Regions from separate parts of the Drosophila melanogaster genome. Here region 1 is linked to region 2. A link is a contact called in public Hi-C data. All regions are on one chromosome and are shown on one strand. The core of a region is the stretch at or near the end of the contact, and the rest is flanking DNA. Distances in the headings are between cores, read along the strand shown.

Region 1 (2,700 bases), core at 29-2,528, 76 kb before region 2:
CCATTGCAGCATTAGTTTATTTACATCAGCATAATTTTAGCTATAGCTAGATCAAGACATGGAACTTTGTTGATACTTAAAATATTTTTATTTTCAAACCCCAAGAAGCGTGATCTTAAAATCGATCCGATTCTAGTTACCTGGCCTGAGAGTAAAATATTTATACCTAACCGCCTGAGCTAATCCGTGTTAGTTTACAAGAATTCCATTACATTTGTGTTCCTGGAAAGTCGAGCTCTTCTCAGAAAGTGTTTACACTTGTCTTCATGTTCGTAAATCTCTATTTACAGCAACAGACTTTCATTTTTTGTACTTAACACGTAGTTTTTAAATCAATTATCAGCTAATTAGTTCGATTGGGACAACAAGGATACTCAGCGTCGCTGCCGCGATCTGCTCTGAGACTCCTCCGCCGTATCTTGCGCTGCTTCCGTATTTGACGACCTCGGCTGCTCATGGGCCTTAATCTCATGGTCCAGCCGCTCTTTCGCCCGGAAAACCTTTGACTGGATATAGAAGGAGCCGCCTTTGGAGCGTTCGTTGACTTGAAACAGATGCTCGTAGTTCTTGGTGATAGCGTCCACGTTTTTGGGGTCATCTATATTCAGGATCTGCTTGGCTTCCTCCAGCGTCATGCCTGCATTGATAAGTAGGTGTAAATAGTGAAATAGATAGCATGACTGTGTCCAAGACTCACCTGTGCGCAGGTTGGACTCGGCGCTCTTGTCGCCCTGCTTGCCACCACCCGCCCGTCGTGCTGCTTCCTGAGATGCGGCGATCTCCTGGCGCAGCGCCTTGGTAAAGGCTCTTCCCACTGCCTGGGCGCCCAACACGATGATCTGGGCGATATACTTGGCCATGACGGTTTCTTGTATTCCTTGGATTCGTACGTCAAAACACCGGCATTCTATGTGTACAGCTTAATTTTGGGTCTCAGAAAACGTGTCGCTTTAATTACGCAACACCGTAGTGACCCTCCGTGTTCCAATTGTACTATTTAAAAGGCGTCCTTCTAAAAAAATGCATACGTAACTTTTAACACTTAATTTCGAATGTGATTTATAATTGTATTGAGCTACCAGGTAAATTTTAGCTTTTACTCCAGATATTTACTAACGAGCAGGCGGCGAAAAGCAGGTGAAACAGCTGATTGGAGATGGTACACGGCTTTCATAATTAGCTATCGATATATATAATAGCTATATCATCGAGAATCGAAATATTTTTAAAACCAATTATTTAAATATTTTTACCACGACTACTTTGTCATCGATAGCATTTGTCAGTTATCGTTTTTAAAAATTCGAAATTCCCTAGTTAAGCCAATGATTCAGGAACCGAACTGGAAAAAGGACTACGACCGTCTGGTCCGCGAGCATTTGAATGATCAGAATCAGACGAAGTCGCTACAACGACAAATACGGCATTTTCGCTCAAAGCGCGTACGACTCCAGAATGAAATCGAGGCGGAGAGCAGGAGCATGGACGTTTGGGTAAAGATGATGGAGAACTTGCACCGCGGAGTGGAGCGCTTTCAGAAGCACCACCACCTGCTCACGCCCAAAAAGCGCAAGCAGCTGCGCCGCATAATGCGAAAGCTGCCCTTGAGCAGTTTGGATGAGCAGGTGCGACTGATGGAGGTGTCGGAGCGGTTGGTGCCCAAGCCGTGCAAGGAGACTCCTGAACCACCGAAGGGCAACGAACGCCAGTTCATCAAGTACTCAGTTCCGCATCAGAAAAAGAACTGTGATCCTAATAATCAATCCCCCGTGGACAAACGGCTGGCCAGGATATATGCCAATCTGAAGGCTCTGCTAAAAATCCACGAGCAGACCTCGTCCGTCATCGCTGATATACATTCCCTGATCGCCACTATTAACTATTTGGAGCGGGGGCACTGCACCAAGATAAAGATCACTCCAGCGGAGGGCTCCAGGCCGTCAATAAAGGCTACCATCGAATTGGATCGGCTGCGCAAGACCAAGCACGGCAACCACTACACGCGGGAAATTATGGACGTACGTCCTCCGTACATCCTTGACCATGTGCCGCAATTGAAACCAAACATTTTCGACGCTCTGGGGAGAAAGGCGAAAAAATCAAAATCCAAGCACTGAACCGTTTCTGGTGGGGAAAATAATTTATTACTCCAAGAATTAGTCTACTTAGACATAGTCTACTGAACATGCTCTATGCTACGCTAGTTCTGTCCTGCGTCAGTTTGATATATACAATTTACAATAATCTCATTTAGCTCGGGCAAAGTGGTGGCTGATTACAGAGAACAATTTAAATTATATCCAAACCAATAGATTATATCGGTTAATCATTGAACTAAGACTTGGGGACTTGAGGACCCAAAAGTCCGTGTATGGCTAAAATTTGCCTGCCACTTCATCAACTATTTTGTTTTTCAAGAGTTTTCTTTGCCCATAAATTCCCTTTATATCTGTGCTCATATGGCCTGCCTCTGTGCTTTGTGGTGTCTACCGCCGGCTATGGAACATCTCAACAGAATCCCGGATTTGTGTGTTCGATGATGCAGCGCTTGCAGTACTTCTTGACCGCCCGGTAGCCCTCGATGGAAACCGGACAGTCCTGGATATTCAGTTGCTGGAGACCGCGACAATAATATGCGATACACTGCACCCCGCGGTCCGTGATCATGTCGCAGCTGCGCAGGCTGAGCTTCTTCAGGTT
Region 2 (2,772 bases), core at 26-2,525:
TATGTGCACTCGAATTCCAGCTCCAATCTGAGCGGTATCCTGCAGCCGCCGCCACTGGGTGTCCAACGCACCCGGCTGAAGCCCTCGCCCACGATCTCAACGCTGCTGACAAGCGCCAGGAGTGAGGCCAATGCCTCCCCAGGCCCCGAAACGGGCAGCATGGGCAGTGGGCAGCTGAGGATCAAGTTTGCTGAAGGAGACGAGACCCCACTGCTGCCCACACCGCCGCCGCTGGCTGCTCCTCCACCGATTCCACAGATGGTGGCCGCCAGTCCGCAACGGAGCGGCAGTGGCCAGAACATTCCGGCGGACAGCAGCCACTACGGCTTCCTGGTGAAGAGCTACAAGCAGCAGTGCCCACCGGTGGCGGGCAGTGCCGTCACCCAGCCACTGCTGGCCAAGATCAACTCATAGCTGTATGGGGGGGAGTCGACTCCCTCTTCACTGTAATCATATGCATATTAAATGTACTTGTTTGTGATAATAAGTTAAACCCAAGTTGAACAAGTTAGTGGTTAGTCAATAGTCGACCGAATCAAATTCGAAATTCGTACGGGAAATCTTCTAAAATGTTTCCTAGGTTTTAATCGCCCCATCCCCTTACTCATAAGTAGCGAATTTTATATTTAACCAAACCTCAAATTAAACAAAAATAAAAACAAAAAAGGCAACTCTAGATGTAAATAGAAACTTACTCCCAATCAATTTGTTCCTTGTGCTTTGAATATTCATTCTCTACAAACTCAAAAACTTAGCTTAGTTATTACCTAAGGTTAAGCGTAGACAATTTGTGAAAATTTCTTGAATGTAAAGTATTAGATGAACATTGAATATTTATTTTGAGAATTGACGAATAAAGAAATCTATATAATCTGTATATTTTACCCGCAGTATGTCGAAATAGGGTTTTAAAAACAAGGAATATTGAAATAATCACAATTTCTGATAAGATGGTGTGTTGAAAACCAGGAATGGTAAAGTAATCGCAAATTCTGATAAGAAAATGGTTTGAAAACTGGGCGCCAAGCTGAAAACCAGGGCTGAAAGCTAGCGTGACCGTTTCCAGAAAATTTGTTACCTTCAATTTGATAAGAGAATTACTTTAAACCTTTGATAGCTTAAAATTAAATCACTTAAACAAACTCTCCCTGAATTTATTATAGCAATCGAAAATGTTATATATTAAGCTATGTTCATTTAAATGAATCTCACCTGTTTCCACTGTACAATGTGTATGTGGTATGTTGTGTGTAAGCAGAAACGGCCATACCGAACCCTTGGGTCAAAATTATTTATGTTGATCGTAGTTGGTGGTGATTGGGTCGGAGTTGCCCGCCAGTTGTCCATTAGTTGAGTTATCACCTGTCACACGACTGATTGCGGTGTTTCCACCAGATCGCGACTTCTTATAGCGGGTAAGAGGGGAGCACTAGACCCGCCGGCGAATCGAGCATACGCAACATTGCATAATTTAGCATATCCAATGGGCTGGATGAGTTGCAGTTTCCACGGTTGCCGGACTCCAGGGTATTTCGGATCTCTTGGTGCCGTGCTGCAAGGGCACCAATTATCAATTCACAATCTGCACTCCGCTTACCCGGAGGAAAAAAATAGTGATTTCCCCTTTGGGGGCGTCTGATAATTTGGGTGAATAATTGCGAAATTGCCGCCAGCCCATAAAACAAAGCAATTGTGTTCACCGAGCTGTTTCCCAGTGACAGCTCCACTTTATCTGGCACGTTTCTATCAGAGCTTATCGTTCCGCAATTGCCTTTCCTCGTCGCCGCGCAGGTACACCGACTTCACCATGCTGTACTGCCCGCCCAACGTGACCCTCAGCGAGGTGTGGACGCAGCATGGCATCTCGCATTGCTTCATGGACACCGTGGGACCGGCGGTATACGGTGGATTCCTTCTGCTCTTCGGCAGCATTCAGTTGCTGATGTACCGGAAGTATGCCACCAGGATTACGGATCCCACGCAAATCTCCAAGTCACGACTGTTCGCGATGCAACTCTTTCTGTTGCTCCTGCTCCCGGTTTTGGCTCTATTGCGGTTTCTGATGAATGCACGTATTTATCCAGATAGTGCGGTGTACGGCTATATGGTAAGTATGAAAATGATCAAGAAGAAACAATTACTGATCGAAATCTTTTCTGCAGATCTTCTCCACTTGCGTTGTGTGCTTCTCCTACCCGTTCAGCATCTGTTTGATACTCAAGGAGCGCTACTACCAGCTGCCCTCAATGCCCACCCGAGGACATGGACTTGTTCTATTGCTATTCTGGACGTTGGCTTTCATTAACGAGTCGCTGGCCTTCATAAATTTGCGCCACGAGGACTGGTGGTTCCACCTAAAAACGTAAGTAATGCAAACGGCTGTAAAACGGATAATCTATAGTACCGCCTTTACTACTCGCAGGAACAAGGATCAAATTGAGATGGGCTTGTTTGTCACCCGGTTCCTGTGCTCCCTGCTCATCTTCGTTTTGGGTCTGAAAGCTCCTGGCATCATGGCCCCGTACAATCCACATCAGCGGCTGGACAATGATACCGCCAACGAATCGCAGGGAAACGTGCAGACAGGATCTGCTTTCAGGAACGGATGGCGCAAGCTGCGCACCGTCTTTCCGTACCTCTGGCCTAAAAAGAATATTGCTCTGCAGATAGCCGTCATCGTTTGCATTATACTGCTGCTTGCCGGTCGAGTCATAAAGCTGTTTTTGCCGATTTATCGCAAGAAGTTGGGTAGGTCAAGAATTATGAACGTAA

Evidence for each region. A called contact is a pair of places that touch in the nucleus more often than the background predicts.
Region 1: a contact with region 2 is called in a Hi-C map of the Kc167 cell line, with 6 times the contacts expected there. The contact joins the promoter of CG5478 here to the promoter of Hmt-1 in region 2. A contact is called at or near these places in 21 of 107 Hi-C or Micro-C datasets (the D17-c3 cell line, the Kc167 cell line, the OSC cell line and 6 more) and 4 of 6 datasets of contacts at active chromatin or transcription factors (the Kc167 cell line and the S2 cell line).

What each region holds. Positions count from the first base shown.
Region 1 is chr3R:15,932,312-15,935,011 of dm6, reverse strand. CG5478 reads left to right here and starts at 1,278. Exons shown (of 1, transcript NM_142256.2): 1 at 1,278-2,312. The coding sequence starts at 1,326. The coding sequence ends at 2,117. Fbxl7 (F-box and leucine-rich repeat protein 7) reads right to left here. Exons shown (of 5, transcript NM_142255.3): 5 at 2,125-2,700. The coding sequence ends at 2,509. It overlaps blp (black pearl), which reads right to left and starts at 1,165. Exons shown (of 3, transcript NM_001300420.1): 1 at 1,080-1,165; 2 at 698-1,009; 3 at 72-637. The coding sequence starts at 860. The coding sequence ends at 375.
Region 2 is chr3R:15,855,973-15,858,744 of dm6, reverse strand. It overlaps Hmt-1 (Heavy metal tolerance factor 1), which reads left to right and starts at 1,275. Exons shown (of 6, transcript NM_142246.3): 1 at 1,275-1,415; 2 at 1,792-2,107; 3 at 2,163-2,362; 4 at 2,423-2,748. The coding sequence starts at 1,808. It overlaps CG31183, which reads left to right. Exons shown (of 9, transcript NM_001300413.1): 9 at 1-874. The coding sequence ends at 414.